Linked DNA regions of Cyprinus carpio: region 2 is linked to region 1. The links are chromatin contacts, called in public Hi-C maps. All regions are on one chromosome and are shown on one strand. The core of a region is the stretch at or near the end of the contact, and the rest is flanking DNA. Distances in the headings are between cores, read along the strand shown. Region 1 has its middle 15 kb from the start of LOC122139733. Region 2 holds the start of LOC109045134 (T-lymphocyte activation antigen CD80-like).

The links. Hi-C and Micro-C count contacts between places; a contact is called where the count stands out from the background.
Region 2: a Hi-C map of skeletal muscle shows a contact between it and region 1, with 4 times the contacts expected there. The contact joins the promoter of LOC109045134 here to the enhancer-like site in region 1. A contact is called at or near these places in 5 of 8 Hi-C or Micro-C datasets (liver and skeletal muscle).

The regions. Positions count from the first base shown.
Region 1 is chrB15:27,053,445-27,056,517 of ASM1834038v1, reverse strand. No RefSeq gene overlaps it. Among protein-coding and RNA genes, the nearest start is that of LOC122139733, 15 kb to the left of the region's middle. Within about 2 kb of position 1,702, at least 1 of the 8 cell types and tissues checked has an H3K27ac peak or open chromatin away from gene starts, as enhancers often do. A contact at or near this core is called in skeletal muscle, where this site is marked.
Region 2 is chrB15:26,996,529-26,999,433 of ASM1834038v1, reverse strand. It overlaps LOC109045134 (T-lymphocyte activation antigen CD80-like), which reads right to left and starts at 1,444. Exons shown (of 8, transcript XM_042740114.1): 1 at 1,325-1,444.

The sequences.
Region 1 (3,073 bases), core at 453-2,952:
GCTGTAATTCACTGCGTATCATCGCTCTCCTCCCGCTCTGTTACACATCACATTTTTCCCTCTCCCTCCCCCTTCATTAATCACACTGTCGTCCGTGTGTTCTTTCAGTGTTTACATTAAACAGGACGTTCATGCCAGACAGGAGACGCTGGAGGAATTTAACCCTTCACACACCTTCACACACATACCCAGAAACCTTTGCGCACACACAAGCATCAGAGCATCAAGGTCAAGTAACATCAGTGATTAAACACTAACATACTTACATTTTTATTTATTTGCATTAAATTGATTAGAAGTCACAGTAAAGTTTTCTTCTTTAAATAAATGTGGTTCTTTTGAACTTTCTATTCATCTGTGAATCCTGAAAAATTAGATGTATCAAAGTTTCCACAAAAGTATGAAGCAGCACAACTGTTTCCAACATTGACAATAATCAGAAATGTATTTTAAGCAGCAAATCAGAATGATTTCTGAAGAATAATGTGACACTGAATAAAATACAAATGACACTAAAAATACAGCTGCGCATCACAGAAATAAATTACATTTTAATATAGATTCACATAGAAAACAGTTGTTTTGAATTGTAATAATATTTCATAATTTTACAGTATTTACTGTATTTTTAATCAAATAAATGCAGCTTTGGTGAGCAGAAAAGACTTTGGATTTTTGATAAAAAATAGTGTTTATATTTGGAATAGCATGATAAATTGTTCACAATATCAACATATACATGCATGTGCAAGTTAGATTAGATTAGTTAGACTTTATGTTGACTTTTAAAATGCACCAAAAATAAAAATGGCATAGGATTTACTTTTAAACACTCCAAAAAAAAAAAAAAAAACTGTAAAAATCAGGCACAATAGTGCATAAAACATACTGCAATAATCTTATTTTTATTTATTTTCATTTAATTTACGAGTTCAACCTTTTTTTTTACAGTGTGGGAGGTGCTTGTTTATTCTTTCCTGTCAATCACAATTAAATAATTCCTCACTCCATTTGATTCCTAGTATTTTCTTTTATATATTTAGTTTTATATATTCAGTTTCAATTGTGAATACTGATTGTACAATAAATCATTATCCAAATTACTTTTGATGAAAGATAGTGATAATAACAACGCAGGTCTCAGGGACAAAACTACATTTCCCATCATCCTCTGCGGCAGCACAGCAATGACAGAATACAAGATAAATCATCAATTGCTCACCTAACACACCTCATTTACCCATCACTTTTTTGAACTAGTGCTAAAAGTGACCTAAGTGTAAAAATTATAAAACAAATCCATTTAATTCTGGCCAAAGGAAGAGTTAGTGTCAACAACAGCTTGAAAAACACTAAGAAGTATGTGTGTGTTCGGTGTCATGAAAAGGTTCTGAGATGAGCAGCTAAAGCTAACAGCTGTCCTCTCTCTGGGTTTCATCGTTGTGCATGTGTGACCGTCTTTAAATGTGTGTGTATTAATAGACGTGCATAAGACTCGACCTTTCCCTTGAGAACGCACGTTAAACTCGGATGGTTAACTTGAGACGCCGCCGAGCATAACTGAGACGTTTCGCTCAGCATGGTCTCCATATCTGAACTGCAGTGCTTTAACTTTAAGACGTACACATTACTGAGCTAGTAATAGCATTAGCGTACGCTTTGAAGCCTCTGCCAGGGACGCATGGCACACGATCCAGAGGAAAAGTGAACGTAAAGACGAGTCCGTATCTGGGAGACACAAACAGATCTGTGTAACACTAGAGTGACACACTTCTTTAGATCTGGCCTGGTTTAAGCACTCAGAGTTTAAGTCTAAGATAGGCTGGAATTAAGCATCAAATTTGGCTCTGATGTTTTTTTCCCAAAATGTCTAGGGAAAAATAGAGTTAGACAAAAATGAATCAGTTGTTGGCATGCAGTCTGTTAAGATCTGAGACATTTTCGAGTCTCCTCTGAAGCTCTATAGGAGACACATTTGAGATTACAGGCAAGAAAAGGAGGAAAAATAGCAGGAGACTAAAGATAAAGTTACATTTGCTCTCTTAAAAAGACATCTGATTTGTGATTTTTCAAAATCTTCATATTCTTAAAACACTCAAAGGACAATGAAACAATATATGAAGCAGAAAATTCAAATAACTTAATATATTGCCAGAATGTGCATTATGCAATTGGACATAGTGTATATAATTTTTTTTATTATAAATAAAATAATATATAATTTAAATATTTTATAATAAATGTAATTTACATACAATATATTTCAACATAAATATTAATACTTTATAAATAAATTTTTAATACTTTATATAAAAATAATGCTACATACAAATAAAATGTATATTATATATATATATATATATATATATATAATAAGCTTATAATTCTATTTATTTTATTCAATTATTTTCTTTAATTTAAAATTATTTTAATAATTACAAAAAAAAATAATCTGATTTGTCTGATTATAATTTGAATCTAAATCATTTTGAATAAAAATAATGTTAATATAAATATATTTAAAAATATAATACATCATTTCAATATACATTTTAATCCTTTATATTAATATAACATTCTATTAATATGTAATATAAAATTATATTATTATTATTATGATAATTATTCTATGATAAATAAATATTCACAATGCACTAGAAATTATAGAAATCCAATTTGTGATCTTTCTTTCCTGTGGGTGACTAAAACCATACTAAAACCACTCAAAGGCCTAAACCAATTAATTTAAATTAGAATTTTATAATGCAATTATATATTAATATAATACATTTATAAAGCAATTATTTATTAAATAAGAATTACATTTCAGAGTGAAACAGGATATTCAACGAGGGACAAAAGTAGCACAGGAACTGATTTTAAACCATGAAGCCTGACCTAGATGTGTGTTTGCTAACACAATATATGCAAATAACTATCTGGCTATTGGTTAGCATTACCCAACAGCCCACGCGGCCTTGGTAATGTCAGCTAACAAGGAAAGTTGCTTCAGAGGTGGAACAAGTTCTTACAGTATGCTGAAAGACCAGGAATATGTATTAAGAGCGTAAAT
Region 2 (2,905 bases), core at 195-2,694, 57 kb after region 1:
CTGTTGTGCTGTAGACAGAGAAAATGAACTAAAATAAGTGTGCTGTTTCACTACAGAATGCATTAAACTAAAATTAACCAAGCTGCTTGTTCCGTTTCCTTACAGAAAGAGCATAGCTAAACTAAACTGATAGTTCTGCTTTACTGCAATGCTATTAATCTACACTAAAGCTTGTTGTGCCATTATTTACTACACTAAAATTGGCATTATTTACATTAAACAAGAGTAAACTAAACTTTTTACCGTGGAAGACAATAAACCAAAGCCAACAACCCTTTCAAACAAGAAAGTTATTTAAGTGTGCTTTTAGTATACTTGAAAAAAAAAATCTACTTTTTATGTATTTCATAGTTGTGGACTAGTGGTGTACCCAAAGTTTACTACTGTTACACTATATAAGTATACATACTACCAGTATAATTAAAATATACTTCAACTTATTCTTACGTATACTTAATAAAAGTAAAGAAACTAAACTAAACCGATAATGCTGCTATATTTAACTTTAAACTGAACTAAAACTAATGTGTTGTCTACACTATGTCTACAATAAACAAGGCTAAACTAAACTTAGCTGAAAACTGATCTAATTGTGTTGTTTTACCATAGAGGGAACTAGACTGAATCAAACTTGTTGTGCCATTTTATTATTTTACTGTACATATAATTTTAACTAAACTAAACTAGACTAAACTAAATGGGTTGCTTTATTGCATACAGAACTCAACTGAACGAAATTAAGCTAAAAAAAAAAGAAAAGAAAAAAAAGAAATGAAACTGAACTGTGTGCTTTACCTCAGAGGACATTAAACTGAAGTAAACTGGCTGTGCCATTTTATTACCTTGGACTTTTAACTAAAGTAAAGACTGAGCTAATAGAGAAATCATCTTAACCAAACTAAACATGTGCTAAACCGCCTGTGATGATTGCGCTGATCTGTCGCAGATAGTTCAGAGTTCACGTGTCACACATTTACAGAGAAATCAAAGAGCTTCATAAATGATCCACATTAAACTGGAACTGATCAAAGTAAATAAAAGCTTCTGTGGGCTGATCACAGACACAGCGCTGACAAAAGGGAAGAGAAATAAAGAGAAACACCAGCTTAACTACTCTTTATCCAGCATATGTGTGTGAGAGATGAAACCAGACACACTTCACAGCACACAGTCAAAGTCAGATCGCGTCCAGATCCACAGAAGCCTTCATAAACCATCGGTCAGATCCAGCCACACATGAGTGAAATCAAGTGTGTGTGAAGCAAGAGTAATAAAATAATGAGATGTGTCTGTAAAGAAGAGGATGAAATAAGAGAGCACTTACTAAGGTTTTGGGTTTTCCTCCCAGCAGTGCGCAAGAGATGAAATGAAACACACACATGTAACAGTTCCTTAAGATGACAGAGAGTGAGCAAGCAAGAGAGAGAGAGAGAGAGAGAGGAAGTGTTCTTTATAAGCGAGTAACTTCACATTAAGTTTCAGAGAACTGATACACAGTGCATGAACGCAAATACTTTAATAATATAAGCATATTGAGAGCCGTCTGAAATTGTCAAGAAAAGCTGGACTAATGTAAACGTAAAGAAAAAAAAACACACACACAAAAACATAATGTGAAGAATGCTGGCAACCAAATGATTTTCCAGTGCCATTGATTTCAATAGTATGGACAAAAACACAATGGAAGTCAATGGGAATTCAAAATGATGACAATAATAATTTTTGAGTGAATCTCTTTAACTGAACTATATACTGCACTAAACTGGGCTAAACTACTGTAATTTACTAAATTAAATAAAACTCACTGTAAAAAAAAAGAAAAAAGAAAAAGTAGAATCCACCATGGCTACTTTAACTTAAAAACTTTACATTTGAAAAATGTAGATGTAATCAATTCCATTGATTTTATTTTATATTTAAATATAATCAAATTGGGTGCACAAATCATTTCATCTTCTTCAATCTGAAGGATTCTTTTAATTAATTTGTATTCATTAGCCATTCATATCATTTATCATTTAATCATTTTTACTATTTATCTTTATTATGTTTTTATATCTGATATTTTTCAGTAATTTCTTTGCTTATATTGCTTTTCTATCATTGCCTAATGTTTGTGAGAGAGGTTTTGGTGTCGACAGCGTGGGGACGTACCTTATGGTCCCCTGAAGAAAGACAGTTTATATGTTGTTTTACATTACAGTTTAGTTAATTGAATAACAATAAACGCCACTGGGAAGTTCCTGCATGAAATGTAAAACAAATGTTTGTGTTTGTGTGCATTCAGGTGAGACGGATTCATGGTAAGCTCATTCACAGTTGTGAAAAGCATTATGTATGTTTTCACATCTGACTGAATTATGACAACAGTTCCGTGATCACAGTGACCATCTCATTATCTTCTCTTGACTTCATAAGAATTGCATGACTTCAGGCTGCAGCCACCCACACAACACTTATCCGAGAAACTGGTAAACAACTACCGCAGTCTGACACTGGATGCAAGTTTAAATATTTTACCCAGATTTTTTTCATGTAATCATCCGATACTTTTGTCCAAAGTGACTACGTTGCATTCCCTCAGAATCGAACCCCGACCTTGGCGTTGCAAGTGTCATGCTCTACAGTTTGAACTACAGTGAAAAAGTCCTACAAATATGGAGCAGTTCAGATCATTTGATTTTCTGAGAATTTAAACAGAAATGTTTAAGTTGACATTGAGAACCTTTTGATTTCAGATGTATTTTCAGTGCAAATGTTTTTTTTTTTTGTTGTTGTTGTTGTTGTTGTTGTTGTTGTTTTCCAGCACAAATATCTAAATATTCTTAAATCAAGATTAATTTACTTGAGAAGCAAAATTACATACAATCTTAAGATTTATTTTCTGAAAAATATATGTATAAAA